2 separate regions of the Mus musculus genome follow, and region 2 is linked to region 1. The links are chromatin contacts, called in public HiChIP or PLAC-seq maps. All regions are on one chromosome and are shown on one strand. Each heading gives the region's core, a stretch centred on a gene start, on an enhancer-like site or on the middle of the called end of the contact. The rest is flanking DNA. Distances are from core to core; before and after follow the strand shown.

What was found. HiChIP or PLAC-seq counts read pairs in DNA pulled down with a chosen protein or histone mark.
Region 2: an RNA polymerase II HiChIP or PLAC-seq map of embryonic stem cells shows a contact between it and region 1, with 16 read pairs. The contact joins the promoter of Ercc2 here to the enhancer-like site in region 1. A contact is called at or near these places in 5 of 115 datasets of contacts at active chromatin or transcription factors (the SCID.adh cell line, embryonic stem cells and pancreatic cancer cells) and 3 of 9 other capture datasets (adipose tissue, liver and pancreatic islet).

What each region holds. Positions count from the first base shown.
Region 1 is chr7:19,325,536-19,328,876 of GRCm38.p6, forward strand. No RefSeq gene overlaps it. Among named protein-coding and RNA genes, the nearest start is that of Fosb, 17 kb to the left of the region's middle. Within about 2 kb of position 1,731, at least 320 of the 459 cell types and tissues checked have an H3K27ac peak or open chromatin away from gene starts, as enhancers often do. A contact at or near this core is called in adipose tissue, embryonic stem cells, liver and 2 more, where this site is marked.
Region 2 is chr7:19,380,282-19,383,622 of GRCm38.p6, forward strand. It overlaps Ercc2 (excision repair cross-complementing rodent repair deficiency, complementation group 2), which reads left to right and starts at 1,736. Exons shown (of 23, transcript NM_007949.5): 1 at 1,736-1,778; 2 at 1,998-2,097. The coding sequence starts at 1,774.

The DNA of each region.
Region 1 (3,341 bases), core at 481-2,980:
CTTCCCCTGGCCTTTCTTGGTCACCTCACTGACAGTTACAACCCCCAGTCTTCCCATTACCCTGTAATCTTTCGAAGAATTTAATTTGTCAAGACATGGTTGCTCTGTATAGTTCTGATATCAAGGAACTTGCTCTGTAGACCAGGCTGGCCTCGAACTCAGAGATCTGCCTGCCTCTCCCTCTGGAGTGCAGGGATTAGAGGTGTGTGCCATCACCACCACCTGGCTTTGTCTATGTTTATCACCTATGAATTCCTTGCCTGGCTCCTTCCCTACTCACAAGCGCCCAGAGTACCGTCATCTTTGTCACACTCACAGCTCGGAGGGCACGGGCTGGCCTGTAGCAGATGTTCAACAGACACTGAATGACACCTTTAGGGGTTCTGTGCAGGGTGATCAGCGCTTCAGTCTGAGGTCTTCAGAATCCCTTCCTTCATCGTGACCACAGCGACATTGCCCTAAGGCCTTCGTATGAAGGTTCCCCACGTTTACAGATGTGAAACCGAGATGAGGCGATGGGGAAGTCCCAGAAACAGGGCTTGAAGTCCCCAGTGAAGGGGAAAAAAAAAGATTATCCTGATATCAGGGGCGTCCCTGCATGTTTAATAGCACTATCTTGGTGTCTATTCCTGGGGTTGGTTCTTGCTCTTCTAGTGGAGAGGCCTCTGTCTTATCTCTTCATCCCTGATAGTTCCTGGGGGCTGAAGACTCCAATCCCTTAAGGTTTTTATTTGTTCATTTTATTTATTTACTTTTTGTTTTTGTTTTTTGTTTTGTTTTGTTTGGCTCCAGGATCCCGAGGTCTGTTTGGCCCTGTTGTGTCCCAGTGTCTGAGTCTGTGTGTACGCCAGGACTCGGGGGTGAGGGTGGGGGCGCTGCGGCGGGGGGGGGGGGGGGAATGGCGGTGACCCCTGTTCCTTGCGTCCTGGGCTCAGGTCCCAGTCCAGCCTGTTTGCAAGCACCCTCCCCTTGCCCTGGCTGCGGGGTTCCCACAGGACCCGCCCCAGGGCGGGGCTTGTTGCCTTAGAGACCAATGTTTTGCAGCTGCAAATTGGGTCTCTGGGCCACCAACAGGAGCTCGGCCCTGGGAATCCCGGCTCAGCGTGGGAGCGCGTCGGGAGGGGTGCAGGGTCACCTAGTGCCGGGCTGGTACCCGGAGAGTCGTTTGACTTGGGAAAGCAGAAATGGGAGAATATATAAGGGGACTACGACAAGATAGGGCCATTGGGACTGTTTCAAGGAGACAGGAGGAACCTGGGAATAGGAGCTAGGAGTATTTCTAAGGGTCGGTTGGAGGGAAGAGAAAGGAGTTTGGGAAAGATTCAGAGATGTAGGAGGACATTAGGAAAGGTCAAGTGGGAGGTCTGCGCAGTTTGGGAGTGCTGAAAGACAGGCTAAGGATGGCTGGACCAAAAAGGAATGTGGGGACTAGAAATTTAGGGGGATCTGGAACTGCAAGAGATGTTGTAAAGGTAGGACCTGGGGGCTTAGTAGAGAATATGTATTTACAGGGCGTGTGAGGAGCTGAATTGTAGGGTATAGGATCGTAAGTGGAACTTAGGGACACCAAAATCCTTTCCTGGGAAGGTTGCAAAGAGCCGGAAACGCGGGTGAATCAGAAAGGGGAGACTGGTTACTTTCAGGCGCCAGGAGGGACAGCCCCTCCCTGTCCATTGTCCCCAACCCGGCCAGGACGTCCGGCGACGTCCCGAGGGACAGGAGTACTGCTTATGTAACCCTGCCGGGCCACCGATCCCGGGTTAGTCTCCTCCTTCATCTCCAAGGAGGGGCCTAAGTCGGGATCCCCGCTGATGACTCATTACGTCATCGTGGGCGGGTCACAGCCAGGCGGGAACGGCTTTTTCTTGCTCAAGCACCTCCCAATGGAGAGAGAATCCAGGCCCTTATCTGAGGCCCAAGTGGACTCGTGGCTTAGCGATGTCCCTCTGGGAGGTACTCATCCTCATGGCAGTGGCTATCAGTCAGGTGGGTAAACTGAGTCCCAGATCGTGAGCTAATTCCCACAGAGTGCTGGTTGCTTTTTTGCCACACATTTATTTATTGTGGATTGAAGCCAGATGTGGTGGTCCATGGCTTGTAAACCCGGCTCTCTGGAGGCTGAAGCAGGGAGATTGTCTCAAGTTCAAAGCCAGCCTGGGACTTCTGGAAATGATAACAAATACATTGAGTACCTAGTCTGTCCCCGTTACTGCCTACCGTGGAAGCTATCCAGCGGTCACCAAAACCCTGGCCCAGGAATCCAGAATTCCTTTAGCTAACTCTATCCTATTGTCAATGACTCCAGGTAAACCTTCTCCAGACCCAGCCTCCAGCGGTAGACCTTCCCATTAGCTCTCTGAGAGACCCTTCCTTGGGGCTGGGGACAAGCTACTCATCTGCCAGCTAATGTGTTCCTGGACTTCCTCCTGTCCTCATCTGCACCCCAGGGTGTGACTATCGATGCCTGCAGGTGGCGAATCACTCTGATCTCATACAGCTGGCCTGCTGGCACCTCAGTGTGTCCCTCAGATGTCATTTAATAACTTCATTCTCCTGCTCTAAGCATTTCTGGGTGCCTCAGGGCCGCAGTAGGTAGGCACTGACACTGTAGTAGCATCATATTCTCCCAAAGGGAGTCTTCCGGAGTCTCCTACGGGAAGGTTACAGAAGATCCTCTCAGGAGCCGTACTTTGTGCCCTAACTTGAGTCTTGCTTTGATCATAGCCACTTTTCAGTGGCGCGTGCGCGCGTGCACACACACACACACACACACACACACACACACACATACATATGAGTGTGAACATATGTGCACTTCTATGTGCACACACACATGCACACGTGTGTATATGAATGTAGAAGCCATAGCATAGCATCCAGTACCATTCCTCAGGTGCCAGCCTACTTTGTCTTTTAGATAGGGTCTCTCACTGGCCTGCAGTTAGATAAACAAATGAGGCTGACCCACCCCCAGCTCCAGGGTTCCACCTGATTCTACCCCCACAGTGATGGAATTTGAAGCTGGCATTAATTAATTAATTAAGTAAGTATTGCTATGCATATGAATGCTTTGAATGTATGTATACCACATGTGTGTAGTACTGAAAGAGGCCAGAAGAGGGCATCAGATTCTCAGCCTGGAATAACAGTTCTGAGCAGTCATGGGGGGATTGTAACACAACCCTGGTCCTCTGTAAGAGTGAGAATTTTCTATTTCTGCAGCCCCCTTGCCTGGGCTGTCTTTTTGTTTGTTTGCTTGCTTGCTTGCTTGCTTGTTTGCTTGCTTGTTTCGAGACAGGGTTTCTCTGTGTAGCCCTGACTGTCCTGGTCCTTTGTAGACC
Region 2 (3,341 bases), core at 486-2,985, 55 kb after region 1:
AGTGGTTAAGAGCACCGACTGCTCTTCTGAAGGTCCTGAGTTCAAATTCCAGCAACCACATGGTGGCTCACAACCATCTGTAATGAGATCTGACACCCTCGTCTGGTGCATCTGAAGACAGCTACAGTGTACTTAGTATAATAATAAATACATCTTTAAAAAAGGAAGAAAGGAAGCCGGGCGTGGTGGCACACGCCTTTAATCCCAGCACTCGGGAGGCAGAGGCCGGTGGATTTCTGAGTTCGAGGCCAGCCTGGTCTACAAAGTGAGTGCCAGGACAGCCAGGACTACACAGAGAAACCCTGTCTTGAAAAACCAAACCAAAAAGAGGAAAGAAAGAAAGAAAGAAAGAAAGAAAGAAAGAAAGAAAGAAAGAAAATAGCCAGACATTATGGTATGCACCTTTAATCTCAGCACTCACTCCGGAGGCAGAGGCAGGCAGGTCTCTGTGAGTTCAAGGCCAACCTTGTTTATAGTGTGAGATCTAGGACAGTGTCAGAACTAAGTAGAAAGACTCTCTCAAAAAGAAAAGGGACTGGAGCTCAGTGATTAAGAGCACTGACTGCTCTTCCAAAGGTCCTGAATTCAAATCCCAGCAACCACATGGTGGCTCACAACCATCAGTAATGAGATTGGATACCCCCTTCTGGTATATCTGAAAACAGCTACAATGTACTTATATATAACAAATAAATCTTAAAAAAAAAAAGAAAGAAAAGAAAGGATGAAATGAAGGGAGGAAGGACTAAAAGGTGATATTTGAGCAAGAATCCAGAGATATGAAATAACTGACAGCATTGTCCAGCCCTCAGGTGGGTTAGCCACAAGCTGGGGCCAGCCACCCAGGCTATAGAGTGAGCTCCGGACCAGCTTGGGTTACATAGTACGACTGTCTACTGAGGCCTGTACCTCATGAGATGGCTCATGAGGTACAGGCCTTTTGACCTGAGTTCGATTCCCACACATAGTGGAAGGAAAGGACTGAACCAAATTCTGCAGGTTTCCTCTTCCTTCCACAGGCCAGAGGTATTGGATTCCATGGAGCTAGCCCTAAAGGTGATCGATCATAAGCTGCCTGATTTGGGGGGTGGGAGTGGAGAGTGGGGCGGCTGGGAACCCTGCTCCTCTTCAAAATCAGAAAGTGCTTTTAACTACTGAGTGATTCCTCCAGGCCCTTAATTAATGAAGTTTTGTTTGTTTGTGACCTATGCTTTAACGTCTGAGCCATCTTTCCAACCCATATTAATAAATGCTTAAAAACACGTGCTAGGCAGGGCAGTGGTGGGAAGCAGAGGCAGGTGGATTTCTGAGTTCGAGGCCAGCCTGTACTACAGAGTGAGTTCCAGGACAGCCAGGGCTACACAGAGAAACCTTGTCTCGAAAAAACAAACAAAAAAACAAAAAAAAACACCCGAAAAACAAAAAAATCAAGACGGTCTCCAATTTCTCTGTTATTCTCTCTTAAACACTATTTTCACGACTTGGACAACCAGAACAGAACCTGGAGGAGCGAAGCAGCAATGAACTCTATCGATTCTCTCGACTCTCTTCTTTCTGTGTTCTGCTCGAAGTCCTCGGCGATCCTCAGCGATGCCTCGGGCACCACTTCTCTCCGAAGTCCGCCCTCTCACCGCCATGCGCACGCGCCAATTTTCCGATTGGCAGAGTGACGGGAGGACTCGGCCAATGGCGTCCCGAGGAAGGTGTGTCTCTGGGTCACGCCCCCTCGTTGAATATTCAGGAGCGGGCGTGTGGACGCCGCGATCAGCCGCCATGAAGTGAGATGGGGTCTCTGAAAGAGCGGGCGGCTCTGCGGTGGGCAATGGGGCGGCGGGTGGGCGTCGCCGGGGCTGGGGCGCGGCGTGGAGAGGCTGCGGAGACCGGTCCGGGTGGCTTCGGGGTCCCTGGCGGCGAGACGCCACGAGGGCGGGCGGGCGGGCGGAGCGGAGGCCGAGGCGGCTCGAGAGCACCGGGCACCGACGCCTCACCGCCGCCAGGCTCAACGTGGACGGGCTGCTGGTCTACTTCCCGTACGACTACATCTACCCGGAGCAGTTCTCCTACATGCTGGAGCTCAAGCGCACGCTGGACGCCAAGGTGGGTGGCGAGGCTGCCCTCCTTGCATTCTGATGCCTCTGGCAGGCAAACGTCCTGGTCGGGGCCCGGGCCTTGCTATCCCAGCACCCGGAAGACCCAGGCAGGAGCATCGCTGCGATTTTGGAGGCCAGCCGGGGCTACACAGCGAGACCGTGTACTAACAACAATTGTAAATAACAAGGCGAGGAATGTCGCTCAGTTGGTAGGGTGCTAGCCTAGCTAGCAGGGGTGAAACTCTGGGTTCCATCCTGGCACCGCATAAACTGACTGATAGTAATTACAATTATGCCTGTAATTCTAGAGACAGGGTGGCTGAGGACAGATTGCTCGAGTTTGAAGTACAGTCTGGGTTTCATAGTGAGTTTCGGGCTAGCTAGGGCTATGTATAGGAAAACTCTGGAGGTATTCCTGGTAGTGACAATAGTGGAGGGAAGAAGGGGTTCCGTATGTGGAGGTCAGAGGACAACTTTGTGGAGTTGGGTTTTTCCTTCCACTTCTATTTCGGTTTTGTTTTGTTGTAGATTTATTTGTTTTATGTATGTGAGTACACTGTAGCTGTACAGATGGTTGTGAGCCTTCATGTGGTTGCTGGGATTTGAACTCAGGACCTCTGGAAGAGCAAGCAGCCAGTGCTCTTAACTGCTCAGCCATCTCTCCAGTCCCTCGTTGTGTTTTCTGAGACAGGGTTTCTCTGTGTGATTTTTGCTGTCCTGGAACTTGTTTCATAGACCAGGCAGGCCTCAAAGTCCCAAAAGATCCACCTGCCTCTGCCTCCTGAGTGCTGTGATTAAAGGCATAGGCCAACACCACCCAGATTTCTTATCATTTTATGTGGGTTCTAGGGATCAAATTCAGGCTGTTAGGTTTGATAGCAATCGCCTTTACCTGCTGAGCTATTTCAACAGCCCTGAACACAAACTTTTTAAAAAAAGTTTTCTTTTAGGTATACTTATTTCCAATGTGTGTATACATGCTACAGTGTGCACGTGAGGGTAGAGTTGGTTCTTTCCTTCCGTGTATGTCTTGGGGATTGAACTCGGGTGATCAGGCTTGGCCACAAGCACCTTTACCCGCTAAGCCATATTGCTGGCCCACCAATGTATTAGCCCTCACAACCTTGTTCCAAGTAAGGTTTATGGAGCTACTTAGAAGCAAGAATGCTGTGATCCTGAGAGGTAAAAGGTTCCTACTGTCTGCTGCTCAGTAAACTCATTAGCTGTGTCAGTAAGAGGGCCACAGAAATA